Regions from separate parts of the Anas platyrhynchos genome. Here region 2 is linked to region 1. A link is a contact called in public Hi-C data. All regions are on one chromosome and are shown on one strand. The core of a region is the stretch at or near the end of the contact, and the rest is flanking DNA. Distances in the headings are between cores, read along the strand shown.

What was found. Hi-C and Micro-C count contacts between places; a contact is called where the count stands out from the background.
Region 2: a Hi-C map of skeletal muscle shows a contact between it and region 1, with 2.7 times the contacts expected there. The contact joins the promoter of RASSF6 here to the enhancer-like site in region 1. A contact is called at or near these places in 2 of 8 Hi-C or Micro-C datasets (skeletal muscle and subcutaneous adipose tissue).

Annotation. Positions count from the first base shown.
Region 1 is chr4:50,020,389-50,027,604 of IASCAAS_PekinDuck_T2T, reverse strand. No RefSeq gene overlaps it. Among named protein-coding and RNA genes, the nearest start is that of IL8, 34 kb to the left of the region's middle. Within about 2 kb of position 3,789, at least 2 of the 8 cell types and tissues checked have an H3K27ac peak or open chromatin away from gene starts, as enhancers often do.
Region 2 is chr4:50,086,138-50,093,353 of IASCAAS_PekinDuck_T2T, reverse strand. RASSF6 (Ras association domain family member 6) reads right to left here and starts at 3,565. Exons shown (of 12, transcript XM_027457022.3): 1 at 3,475-3,565. It overlaps LOC106014934 (a long non-coding RNA gene), which reads left to right. Exons shown (of 4, transcript XR_002399074.4): 4 at 1-514.

The sequences.
Region 1 (7,216 bases), core at 2,540-5,039:
GGGGATTTCAGGTACGCAAACGCGAGTGCCACCTATCTGCAGGCAACACCGCTTCGCACCTCTCAAACGGCAGGTGCAGAAAGGGGTGAGTGGGGGGAAAAGTCCCCCCTGGGTGAAGGCGAGAGGTCGCCAGCAAGGCGAGCTCCAGCCCTTGTATGTCCTGGTGGACGGAGGGGATGGAGGGGACGGACGGGGAACCCTGTCCCGCCCAGCCCCCGGGGTTCCTGGCCCGAAAGCGGTGAACCCGGCCCCTCTCCACGCCGGGGAAAACCCCCGGCAGCTCCCGACCGGGCCATAAAAGCAGGGGCAGGCAGCGGGGAGGCTCAGGCAGCTCCGTGGCACCTCCGATGGCATCCCGAGCCATGAACCCGCACCTCCTGCTCCTGCTCCTGGCCACCTGCGCCGCGCTCTGCTGGGGTGAGAGCAGAGGGGACGTAGCTTAGGGGGGATAGGGGATGGGGGACGGGGGGACAAGGGGCGGGAGGGACGGCCCCAGAGCCTCGCTGAGGCCGTGCCCCCTTCCCCAGGTGCGCCGCTGGCCGGGGAGCTGCGGTGCCGCTGCGTGCAGACTGTGACAGAGCTGATCCCCCCGCGGCGCCTGGCCGGGCTGGAGCTCATCCCCGCGGGGCCGCACTGCGCCGTGCCCGAAGTGATGTAAGTGCCAAGTCCCTGTCCCTGTCCCCGTTCCGGGGTCCCTCGGCTCGCAGAGCCCCTCCTGAGTCCCCTCTCACCCTGCAGAGCCACCACAAAGGCGGGCAAGACGGTGTGCCTGAACCACTCGGCGCCCTGGGTGCAGCTGCTGATTACCAGGCTCCTCCGCAGGTACAGCGGGATGGGATGGGATGGGATGGGATGGGATGGGATGGGATGGGATGGGATGGGATGGGATGGGATGGGATGGTACCAGGACCAGCCCTGCTGAGCTCCTGGCCCCTGCTTTGCAGCTCGGCACAGAATTGATGGGGAAGGGGCTCCTGCGACGCTCTTGGCTTCAGCCCTCAGTGGACACCTCCTGAGACTCCGCGCCTGGGCTTGGCACCTTTCGTTAACGCCATGGTACCTGGATGCACTTAGAGCCCAGCTTTAAGTGATCTACTCATTTTCTGCCTTTAAATCCTTGCTGTGAGGCATGGCACAAGGAGACTTCCAGCAACCACCCTGCTGCCTTTCAACGCACAAACTTTGCCGGGCTGCAGCATCGGCACGCCGCTGGTGGGCTTGGGATGTCCGCAGGCAGCGATGTCCACCTTAGACATGCCATGGCAACCCTAGACAAGTGATGTCTTTTTTTGTATGGCATAATGTCATAATTTATATTGAGTCACATAAAACTGACTGTTGCACTGGTGGATGTTTACTTGCTATAGTCCAAATCCCCCTTGGGAAATGCACGTACATAGTTTTCCTCACGCTTCATAGCTCTGTCCAGCAGAAAGTGAAAACGAAGGGGGAATCTCAGCCTCTTTGTAATTACTGGTAATTAACTGTCTTCACAGTGAGACCTTATGGGTTCTGTTCATCTGCTAACTGCAACCTCTCCAAATGTCAAAGAAGCTGCTAGTTATTTATATCTAATTATTGTGTAGGTACATCATTGTACAACCAGCCTGATTGTAATAAGTGCCTGTAACTTAAACGGAAGATTTTTCTAATGTATTGTTTGCTACATGTGTTTCCTAATTAAGAGTTTCTCCTTTGTTACTTATGGTGTTTTGCTTTTAAAAAATAAATATTTAGTTAAATATGCCTGGTGTCTGTTCCCATGTGTTCACATCATCAGATAACATCACGGATGTTATCTGGATAACACCAGATTTTCAAGTTCAATTAGTTAATGGCTTATATAGACCGTGCCCATCAGCACTGTCACCATTCCACAGTTACAGCCCTCATTGTGCCTTTGTCTTAGTGGCATTCTGGTGTGAGAGCACTGGGACTGAGCCTCTTTTGTTTGGTCCCATTTGTGTCGAAATGAAATTATGTGAGAGGCTGATGTGAAAAGCATTGAGGCTCCATCATCTGCTTAAATTTCACAGCAGTCACCTGAAAACAGAACTAGGCTGGAGACAAGAGGGGTTGGAACAACAAAACAATGTGTTTCCACATAGCAGCCTAATTTTTTGTACTGCCTTCCGGTTCCTTTTCCAATGAGGGGTGCAGGACCACGAGGAGGTGAGCCAGCACAGCTCGTGGGTCAGATGGCAACACTCTTTGAGGTGTGAAGCTCTGTGTTTGTCTCAGGCTTCTCAAAACCATGTGGCTCTTTGGCCCTGCTGGTAACACTTCTGTCATTTTGCCTACTGCAAAGGAGCAACAGTGTTTTAACTATATATTTGAAAAACACATTCTGTCCCGTGTTTTCACGAAGGCTGTGGGTAAAGCAAGGGCGATACAATCTATTTCAGCCCCAATTAGCCAGCTGCTAATTAGTTCCTCAGGCAAACTCACTTCTGAAGTTAAATACTGGTCATGACAACTTTTGTGGTGGCCTCATTAAGTTAATTCCCAGCCTCTGCAGCAAACATGAGCAGGGTGGAGGTTCCCATTAATGAAAGTGAAATTTGGGGAACATGGAAATTAAACTGCTTGTGAGACGTGCTTCACAAATTGTCTAATTGTTCCAGTAATAAATCCACCCTGCAGATGTGCAGTCAGACCCATACGGATGTATCACAGTATCTGTTGTTTGCAACACCTGACCTGGCCTTTCCCAGTTCACACAGACGCTGCACTGCGTGGAGACGGTTGGTGTGGCAAAAGCATTTTTGGGACAAAAACAATCCCTTTGGTCTACATCTGCACGGTGAGACTCCTTTGGGACACGCGTCAACTGAATTCTTCTTACATTGGTCAGGAAAAGGTTGGACATCAGAAAGCTGGCAACAGACAAGCAAAGCAGGCAGGTTTGCAAGGCTGGTTGGAGGAGTAATGAGGAGCTGCAGCTGCCCCACTGCTCCTTCCGTGCTCAGCAGACATCCTTCGGCACCTGGCTCTCTCCTAATGAGGGATAGCCCAAGCAGTGACAGTGATTCCCAACTCTCTTTGAGAGTGACAGCAACATTTTGGCATTTCTGTCCTTCTTTGAGTATTTTTATTCCCACCCTTCCACCCATCTCGAGTACCAACAGGCTTAAATAGATCCTGGATGGCTAAGTGTCCTTTTCACTGCCATGGGTCTGTAGCTGCCATGGACAATGAGAAGATATTCTGTCTGTGTAGCTCTTTTGCTGTGAAAATTTGATTGTTCTGTTTGGATGATTGCCTGGAGTGGAACATGACTGAAATCCAGCTTCACATCTGTTTGGCAGCATCCAGCCTGGTTTTCTTAGTAAAAAAAAAAAAAAAAAAAAAAAAAAAAAGTCTATCACGGGCTGAAGCTGCTTCATTTGTTCTATACTCCTCTGTTCCCCTGGCATCTTTTGAGTATTGGCCATTTTCGGAGTACTTCCTAGATGGTTTCTGATGGTTTCTACAGTGAGTGATAGAAATTCCCATCAGAACTTGTCAACCAAACTTTCATGACACACTCGAGAACCTATGGCAGAGGGGGAGAAGTCACAAAGGCCCTAATTGTGGGAACTTCCTCGGTTGGTTGTGTACCTAATTAGACGCCAGAGAATCCAATTACAAAACTCACGTCCATTGAAAAGCAGGTATCGTCAGTTCTGCTGCTTGTTTGCACAAAGCACCTCAATCAGCCGCCGCAATAATCCTCACTCGGTGGGACCAGGGTCAGATCTGACACTTCCCAATGACAAGGCGAGCTTAGTGTTACTTTCAGTACCCAAGAAGAATGCCTTTCCTATCACCCGTGCAGAGCAGCAGGATGAGCTGTGCAGATCGCATATTTTCCTTATGTTCCAACATGTATTTTTATTCTTGTTATGTCATCAGATCAAACTCTTGACACACTAACCTCACCACAGATAAATGCTTTTCAAATTACTCCTTCTCCTTGGGCTTCCCTGATTCATGCTCCCTTTCCTGTGCCCACTTCCAGGAGGCACCAGCGCATGAGGAGAACAGAGCTACATCTCGTCAGGCAAACTGGCAAGGGACCTGTCAGCCTCTCTTATCTCTCACCAGTTGCTAATGACCAAGTATGACCAAGTGGTTGTGCCACTTAGGAAAAGCAGGGGAATCCCCATAGCCGGAAAAATCTGGCCAGGAGATTGGGCTGATCCCACCTGCAAAATCCAGCTAATTGCCCAGAGTGATGCAGACATGATCCTTGGGAGATGATTCGGGATGATCCTGATTTATTTTCCTCATAACTTTGTTAAGAGTCTATCTAAAAGTGACATCGTGGATTACCTATTCATGTTTTCAGCTGCCTCCTAGTCGCAGACTTCTTTAAAGATGATTTTATTGGTTCCCATAAAAAGGAATACTTGTAGGATATTCTGGGCACCACCACAAACGGCACAAGGTGCTCTTGTTTCACGGGGACAGAGACAAAAGGTGCTCATCTGACCATTTATCATCTTTTTTTCCTAAAACTGGCTCCTGGTAGTACTGCTTTGAGAGTATCCTGATGGGGTCAGATGTGTAGGGTTACCATCACACAGATTAAAGAGAAGGCGCTGAGCAATGGTCCTGAGCATGAGCCATTTTTTGCATTTTAGCACAACTCGAGTTTCCTCGCACTCGGTTGGCATGGCAGATATTTGCACAAGAATTATCCAGAACCATAGCCTGGGCTAAAGGTCAGGCCAGCTCTTGAGGAGTTTGATATGTCAGAGAATTAAGACATTCTAGACCATCAAAAATGTTCTTATGAACGTCAAACAAAATGGTTAATTACACCACAGGAAAATGACTGAGCAAATGAGCTTCATAAGCACTGCAGATGTTGCGCATTTGTCAACAAGCCACATTTGCTGATTGAAGAGTATTTCCTTTTTGGCATGGTGAAGCAATCTGCAAGCTTCTTCACCCCTTTCTGCAGTGCCTTTCTGCTTCCCCAGCACGTCACTGAAATTATTTCATTGCCCCAAGCTGCTCAGCACTCAGGTCTCCCCTTAGAAGCAATGTACCTGAACAGCTTATCTGCTGAATTCATGCTGAATCGTGTTGTAATTCACGTCAAGACCAGTCAGTGGCAAATAAATTTATGGGAATGAAACGTTCCTAGTTGAAGAGCAATCATGCAGACTGCTTCAAAAAGCTGCACCAGCACAAGGAGGAGGTGCTAGGCTCAGGAGAACACGGGCATGTTGTCCAGTCGAGTTTACGAGCCCTGAACAGATCAAGCTCCACATTCCACCAACACCTGTCCTCCAGATTTTGGACATGATTTTTCTAGGAAAAAGATGGAAAAGTTCCCAGTTCACAAGAAGCATAGCTTTATTTGAAGATAGCTTGTTTCTTGTTAGGCCCTCTCAGTTACTTGTTAAGACACCTCCCTGGCTAGGAAGCAGCCGTCCAGATGTTTGAGAAGGCACGGGAAAGCAGTGTTATTTCTGACCACATTGCTGGAGTTGGACACTTTGAAACCCACAGCACAGAAGACTCTCACTGCACAGGGACTTTGTCACTGCTGCCTTACCTTATGCATGTTTAGTAGCCAGCCCAATCTAGTAATTCGCACTCTTATATGTTGCATTTACCTCAGCCTGTTCTTGGACTTGAATTCCTGCTGAGAGGTTTGAATAAAGCTAACACAGTTACTCTAACGAACTCTGCTCCGTTAATGCAGATTTCTGTGTGACACGAGACGTTGACCACACTCCAACAGAGAAATCCTTTCCTCTATGAAATGGGCTCTTAATGTACCACGTGTAGTGATCTAAGAGCTCAGCCACTGCTGCCCTCCACAAATTATTCAAAAAAGGGGCAAAATGCAGGTCAGCCCCAATTGTTCTTCTATCCCTTGCCTATTTAATGGCACCTAATGTCAGCAGTGAAGAGCTGGCTTTCATAAGATACTGGAAATCTTGCCACTGACGTCAGTGTGATGAGGGCTTCACCCAACAAGCGTGTTTCGATTGCAGGCCACAGGAGCTTTGCCTTTAATGCCAGCGGAAGAAGGACTGCATTCAAACCGTGCTGCTACGGAGCTGGCGCTCTCCAGAGAAGAAAGCTTGTTTGCACAGAACATCACCGCAAAAAGAAAAACAAACCAATAACATCAAAAAGATTTCCCTAAATAAGCAAAGGCCAGCACATAATGCCATATCTTATAAACAGCCACAAGCTGGGAAATGTTAGCTTAATTTTTTTCTGGGGTGGACCAAATACCTGAGATAAGGAGAGAAAAAACAGCAGAAAATAGTTCAGAGAGGCTATATTCCTTACATTTTAAAACCAGCCTGTGTCTTTATGACCCCTTTGCATCTGGCACAGCCAGCACATCACTTCAGTTACTATTAAGAATACTTTTGTCTTGGAGAAATGGGATTTTCAGCAGGAAAACATATTTTCCTGGGCATCTTGTAAGGTGGTTCCACAGTAATAGGCAGGGTTGTGGCTGAGGTTGGGTGTTGTGGGGCAAGGGCTAGCATCCAGACTAGTGTTTGACAGTGCTTACCTGTTGAGCCCAAACCTGTAGTTTTTTCAGAAAGCTCCTGAGCGAGGCAGAAGGAATTACAGGCTAGCAGAAATCACATTATTTGCTCCCTACCTACCCTTTGGCAGAAGCAGGCACTTTGAAGAGAAACACAAACCCCTTCAGTTCTCAGATCTGCCCCTCCTGCTTAGTTTAGCACTGTCATAACTTCCTGCAGGATGGCTGAAGCAAGAAATATTGAAGTGCCCCAAGGCTTTGGGTCTGACAGACCTAGGGCCACACAGTGCCAGGCTGTAACACACACCAGGGAGGAAAGGAACTCTTACAGAAGCCTGAGCTGAAAAAGTGCTGCCTGGATCTGAACAAATCTCTCATTTCACACACAGCTGCAAGAGGAAAACAAGTCAGCTCACTAACTGTGAAGTCAAGTTGGTCAGTGTGCGGGGAAATACCTGATAGCCAAATGGTGAGCACAAAGTTAGAATAGTCTCTCTTCTCCGCTTCCCTCTTCCTGGAATATTTTGCAATTAAGGAGAGAATAGGTTTACAGACTTGCAGATACCACAGTCATAAATCAGTCTGTGTTGTCATTCCCCCCAGCCCAAGTCAAAAAGAATGAGGTGTCCATTGCCTAATGATCTAATGATCTAATGATTAAGGGAAGGAAAAAAAAAAAAAAAAAAAAAAAAAAAAAAAAAGATAGCACAA
Region 2 (7,216 bases), core at 2,316-4,815, 66 kb before region 1:
GAGGCAAAAAATAAAAAAAAAAAAAAAGATGAGTCAGTGAATTGGGGGCTAAACAGAGAACATGGACAAAGGGTTAACAAAGTTTTTGTCAGGGAAAGCTGTGGACTGGGACCTCCTCAGGTGTCAGCATGAATTGGTGGGTGGGCAGGCAGAGGACCCAGGTGATATGGGTACTTTTTCTGACGTTTTCCCAGAGGAAAACAGTGTCCACCACATTCCCCAGTAAAGGAGAGGAGAAAGGGCTGATGTAGAAGAATAAAATATTAGAAACAAAAGGCAGGATGCAGTAGTCTCTTTTATCAAAGGAACAAAAATGTTCAGTTTATAACTATATAAAAAGAGTTAGAATTAGCCAGTAGGTCAATAATGAATATTTTAAAAGTTACTGTTCAAAATAAAAACGCTTATTTCTATTAAGTACAAATTTCAGAAGTGTGCTAATGTAATACAGGAATAGAAATAAACTACTAAAATGTATATAAAATAAAGGAATATCTTCATATTTTATATTTCATTAAAGCAAAGAAGATAGATGAAAATGCAAATTTATCAAAGTTCCACAGCTCTACCTGGGGGCATGTGCTCATTGACCTGAAGTCCATAAGGAAAGCGAAAACTTCCAGTTCAAGAGGCTAAGTTGCATGCTGTAAGTACTTTACAGCATGTATCAATTAAGTCTCCCATCAGTGGCCTTTTGAGGATATAGGATCAGATCTAATAACAGTAATGTGATGACAGCTGGGGATAATGGTGGGGAACAACTACAGTCACAACAGCCACAGCTTCCGGGGCAATAGCAAAATCTTGCACACAAATAATGGTCAGGTGGAATGATCTCAACGTGCTAGAAAAGTGCATGGCTAGACTAGGATTTTGGGCTTGGTCTTGGTCTGCTCCTTACCATTAAGGGCAAGCTCTGAACGTCGGTGACAAAAGGCTGCTGTGTCCGACTTGGCCTCAAGGTGGAACTGTGCGCCTGCCTGTGCCACAGGGAGGGTGAAGGAAGCACGGAAAGGGCTAACCGCGTTTCTCCTGCTGTGTAAGGAGAAACTCACTACTACAGGGCTAGGAATTGCTTACCTTGTATTTATTCAATCAAAGAAACGGTGGGAGGCAAAACTTCTAGAGTGGGTTGCCGGGAGCAGGGTGTTTTGTGCTCCTAGCTAAAATATCTGTGGGGGAAAAAATTGATTTCCTAATGAGGTTGCTTCAAGGAGTGCTATAATTACACTTTGTGCTGCATTTTACTGTGATGACTGGGACAGAGAAAAGGGCAGGAGGGGACAGACTTGGATGGTCATAAGCTCTCCCCAGCATGGCCAGCCTGCTGCACCTGAGGACCCATACTTAGCACTTCCCTACCAAAGCGCTACCCTACCTGTGTTGAGTTTGAGGCTGGGGGAGCTGACGCGGATAGGAGGTCATAGTCAAGGACATCAGGAGATCATCATGGGCAAGAAATAATAGTAAGGCCATGAGGTGTTCACCTTCATTTACAAGCTCCACCATGGTTCAGTGGCAAAAATAAATAAACAAATGGTCATGTACAAAGCTAAATGATACTACAGTCTATGAAGCATTTGCAAAGACAAATCCAAATATTCCTAGCAAGGCCAAGTACTACTAAAGCAAATCTGGATTAAAAATGTTGAAGCCTGAAGAAGTGTTCATTGTAGGCTTCTCTGTCAGAAATGCACAAAGTTGTTTCTGCCATTGTTATGAAGAGGTAAATATCCGTTCTTTGAGCTTTCAGATGAATGAGTGGCTAGACTGCTAAGAGGCTAAACATCTTCCCATCAGATGCTGCAGTTGTATAGAAGCACAAGGTTGGAGAGGACCTACAGGATCATCTAGTCCAACTGTTCTATCACCAATAGTACCCACTAAGCTACTAAATCATATCTTGTAGCATCTTGTCCAGGTGCTTCTTGAACACAGCGAGGGATGGTGACTCCACCACCTCCCTGGGCAGGCTGTTCCAGTGCCTGACCACTCTTTGAGAGAAAAAGTTTTTCCTGATACCTAAACTTCTGTAGGCACAACTTGTGGCCATTTCCTTGAGTCCTATCATTAGTTATCTGAGAAGAGGCCAACCCCTTTCTCATCACAACCTCCCTTCAGGAAGTTGTAGAGTACAATAAGGTCTCCCCTGAGCCTCCTCTTCTCCAGACTAAATAATCCCAGCTCCCTCAGCTGCTCCACATAACACTTGTGCTCCAGACCCCTCACCAGCTTTGTCGCCCTTCTCTGGACTTGCTCAAGCACCTCAATGTCCTTCTTGTAGCGAGGGGCCCAAAACTGAACACAGGACTTGAGGTGTGGCCTCACCAGAGCCAAGTAAATGGGGACGATCACCTCCCTGCTCCTGCTGGCTACACTATTCCTGATACAAGCCAGGATGCAAATGGCCTTTTTGGCCACCTGGGCACACTGCCGGATCATGTTCAGCCAAACATTGATCAACATTCCCAGGTTCCTTTCCTTTTCACAGTCCTCTAGCCATTCTGCCCCAAGCCTATAGCACTGTGTAGGCTTATTGTGGCCAAAGTGCAGGACCTGGCACTTGGCCTTGTTAAACTTCAGCCCAGCAGTCCAGCCTATCCAGATCCCTCTGAAGGGCAACCCTACCCTCAGGCGGATTGACACTACCTCCCAACTTGGTGTCATCTGCAAACTTATTGAAGATACACTCAATCCCCTTATCTAGGTCATCAATAAAGATATTAAACAAGATAGGTCCCAGTACTGTATATAGCACTGAACTCTTGCCTGCTGGATCTATGAGCACAAAATGATTGAGCTAGTGGTGTGCTGCAGTCCTTGGGAGGTTTGCCAGCATGGAATCACCTGCTAGAGGCTTAGATGTGGTGACATCCTCCCAATCATACACTTGTCACTGAGGCTGATGTGTGACATGTCTCTCTAGTAAACGTAAGCTTCTTACGGGTTATGACCCATGAGGATAATCCGAACTTCCAGGACCAGGTGGATATGCCTGAAGCTGACACAGCAAAACCACAGCAAGCACAAACTCCAGAACAGGCTTTATAATACAATGGAGCACCTGTGTGGAAGAGGAACTCTCAACAGCTTGCTATTTCCTGGGTGGTTTGTCTATGCGTGCAGTAACTTGTCACTGCTTATTGCTTTCAATATTGTATCATAAATGATATTCCTCATAAAATAGAACGTGAGCACCTCTTTGTCACGTTGTGAAAATCACATGAATATCAGATCATTCTCTACGTTGGTTCAAAGCTATCCTAAAGAAACCAATTTAGTCCTTGTACTGGGGCAGACCCTTAAAATAGGTCACAAAGCTTTTAAACATACAATTGAAAATCTTCAGGGGAAGTGGGATCATATTTCAGGCATTTTACCTTTTTCACATTCATTTAATTGATGACACTTTTGGTGTTATCAAAACGTCCTGCTAATGTACTGCTGTGTCTTGCTGAAAAACAAATACCTTACCAAATGTGGGGGGAAATGTTTCATCTCTTTCTGCATCATGTCTTGGGGCATGTGCTTCAGCATTTTTTCTTTCCTGCTACAACAGTAAAAGCCACTGACCTAGAAAAAAAAAGTGAGCAATGGTTATTAGTGCTAACAAGCTGCGTCTAGGTAACACCTCTAGTTGGGCAATGTGAATAAATTCAGTCTAACATCTCATGACTAGTGGCACTTCTGAGCTTTCAGCAAAACCAAAGGCATCCACAGCCAACAACTGGACCATGAAACAGCGCTAGGAAGTTTTGCCACTGGTGACAAAGGACACAAGATCAAGCCCATAGAAAGCACTTGTGATTAAAAATCCCTTCAATATCTGGCACTGAGCAGGTGTTCTCACAGAGTAAAGGACTGTTTACACTGAGAGGTGTGTACTGGATACAATTCAAATAAAGCAATATATCTACAGCTTGGCTGCTGTTTGAAGATGGGAGGCAAAGAGATTCTGAAAAGTCTTTACTGGTGTGCCAGAACTGGAAGAAAAGCCTCTGTATTTTTCCCTTTCAGAAATGATTTAGTTTGAATTTTATTTCTGTTTATTAGATAGGGGAAGAAAGCAAGCCTTCAGGAAAAGCACAGAGGTCCCTTCTAAAGCTGAAACTTGAAATTTCCTACTCTACAACTGAAGGAAGAAATGCTGTGGATTATTACAGCTTTTTGTTCCTGCAGAAGATTTGCCCCTTCAGTATTTCCAGCTGAGTCTTTCAAGAACCTCATTAAAGCCCTCTAAAAATGACTAGCAGGCCAAAACAGCTTTTCTAGCATTAGTGATCTCATTGCACCACGGATTGCCTGCTCTTGGGGGCTCTGAGAGTGCCAGTGATCTTAGAGGTCTATTCCAACCTTAATGATTCTGTGATTTTAATTGGCCCTAATAGCCTTGACTGGCCTCATCTGCAGCCTCCTCCATACACACCCCCATGCCCAGGGGCCCTGAAGCTCATTTAAGCTCTGGCTTTGGTGCTTTAGCTTTTTCCTGAACTGTGTTGGAAGTAGGTGTCTTGTTCAGCGTCATCTGTGGACCTGTATGGTCAAGGACTGTGTTGTTCTGCTCCCCTGTACTGTGAACTGGCTTTCCCCTTTGACCTTGGACTTGCTTTACTGCCATGATCTTGACTCTGGGTTGAGCCTGGCTGTGATCTATGGGCCTGCCTGGCTCACCTCGTTCAGTTGTGGTGGGGTGGGCTCTGGGCAGTGAGGCTCCTGCCCTGCCAGCTGGGTTCTTGTACTTGGCTCCCTGGTCCCTGGGGAGCAGCTGGCTCTTGGGGCCTCACATCAATGTGTTGTTGATTCACTTTACTACATTTGAGCCCTGATTCCTAATGCTAGCGTCTGGTTGCTGTTTCACGCTAGGTATTAACTGGAAAAGGAAGATATTTATATAATGGTATTCAAATAATAACCGGGAAGACTCTTTACTTTGCAATCCATGTTTATATAAAGAAGCACTCAAGTGGATTCTGTTTATCTCCAGTGTTACTAATAATTTCCTTCAGTCAATACCATCCTAAAACATCTCTTTAATGAGGTCTACTTTTGTAAAGCATGATCTCAGGCTTTTTGAAGTAAAAGATTACAGTGGAATATAATGCTCCTTTCACAGCTGTACCCCTGTTATGTTTGCTTATCTTACACGCTCTGAGAGAGAACAATAAAAAGTTCAAAAGGACCGCCGGGTTGCGTGTATTTAAAAGGAATTTGATGCTGCAGAAATGGCAGTGGTGGTAGGGCTTATGCACGACTACAGGGTAGTCATAAATACCTTTAATGACTATGCGTTTGAAATGTGCACCAAGTCACATACTGGCCCAAAATCCTTCTTGTATTTTTAACTTAAATGATATTGTTAAGGCATGTGAGACAAAGGGAAAAAATCTTAGATTTCACAAGTGAATACTGCAGAAGGGAAACCATCCCAGTGACTTCAGTGGGATGAATAAGACCCTTGTAATCTCCAATTAAGTATCAGGTCAAGTAATGCAAAAGAGAAGTCATCAAAATCTTACATTTGACCTGATTCAGTTTTTAGAAGGAAATTCAACTTCCAACTAGTGTTTATCACTGCCATTACTGTGAAAACAAAACAGCTTGCATTGAAAAACAGGGTGTCAGCTGTAGCTAAATTTCCTTGTTCTAAGGTGTGGAGCAAAACCATAATCCAACATAAATACTATTTTTTGTGTTAGTTTATGAAATGCAGTGAGGGTGAAAGGTATTGCTGGAATCCTTCCTAGAGGGTTGTAAAGTAGATAGAATGTAGAAAGCAAGAAAGCAAGCTTTTGCATTACTAAATCCCATATTCAGCTTCAATCTGAAAATGTTCAAGTGCCTGAAGTGTTAAAGTTATGCTCATACTGTTAAGCTGCCTATTTTCAAGCACAACAGATAGAATGAGAGTGTTTTTTTTCAAAGATCTTCCAGATCCATGTCTTAAATCTTGATAACTCGCAAATCCTATGCCTGCAAAAAGAAAACCTAGATTTACTTGCCTTGTCTGAAGTCTGTACCTGTTATGTCTAAGAATTTTGTTAATCATTCGTTTAATCACATAACCTACAGCAATCCCCTCTTCCCATTTTGTAAAGGTGCACACTTTTACCTAAAATAAAAACATTAATTGTTGAATTCTTATGGCCTTTAAACTAACATTTCTTCAGGCTGTAAGCCTTAGAGTGTTTCTTTTTCTGAACCTCTGGAAAAGAACTGTGGTAACTCACGGTAATTCATGTCCTGGGAGACAGGCAGCTTCTAGCTATGCAGCTAGGTAATCTTACAGTGGGGAAGTCAGGCACAAAGGAATAAAGCCTAAATCTTCAAATGTAATTAATTTGCTCTGGAATCACCTTAGAGGATGACAGTTGCGTCTTTGCAGATCCTACCCTGACTGATAATCCCAGAGACTCAAAACTCTCCAGTGAAGCCGAGAGGTGGACTGAAATCTCCTGAGTTCCAGGTTAGCGCTTCAAGCACATGATTGTCTTTCCTCTGACTTAATGTTTCACATCATGTAAATGCAATAAATGTAATTGAAGTGCTCATTTTGTCCTGGGTGGCTCTTAACATTTTTATTTCATGAGGGACTTGCCTTAACCTGATAATTTTTAATAGGCCCATGTTCTTACATGGGCACTCCTTAAGCAAGGTACTTAAATTGTCTTGATTACCCCTGTTACAGATATCCAGCAACCTCAGCAGCAATTATAAACGCAGAGCAGATGTTGTAACTAGGTCATTTATCTAAGTATCCACATGCAGATTCAAGTGTATAACTTCAAATATCAAATATAGCTTGCCTGTAGAATGTTAACCCATACTAGATATGAACTAGACAGAAAATACACATGCCCATGTTCTCTTTTCACAAAGCCCTTTTGGGTCTTTGGAGGGAATTTCAGACAATTTCTCCAGTCAAACACCGATGCTGGAATGGGAGCTTCAGGTTCTGGTCTTGGTGTTGTGGTTCTGGCTTCATCGTTGATGCTTAGGACCATAGCCATTAGCAGCTGATTGTGCAAGAGTGCTGAAGGGTGTGGAAAGGCTCCGTGGACTTGGAAGAACTGTGGCGCTGCAAGCGGGCAGCGTGCAGAGCATGCTGAGTCACTGCCAGCATTATTCAGCCTTGCTGTGGCAGTGTGCAAAAGCCCTGCTGTGGGTAAGGGGATGCTGTTCTTGATACTCCTCAAGAGCTAGGAAAATGGGATGCTTG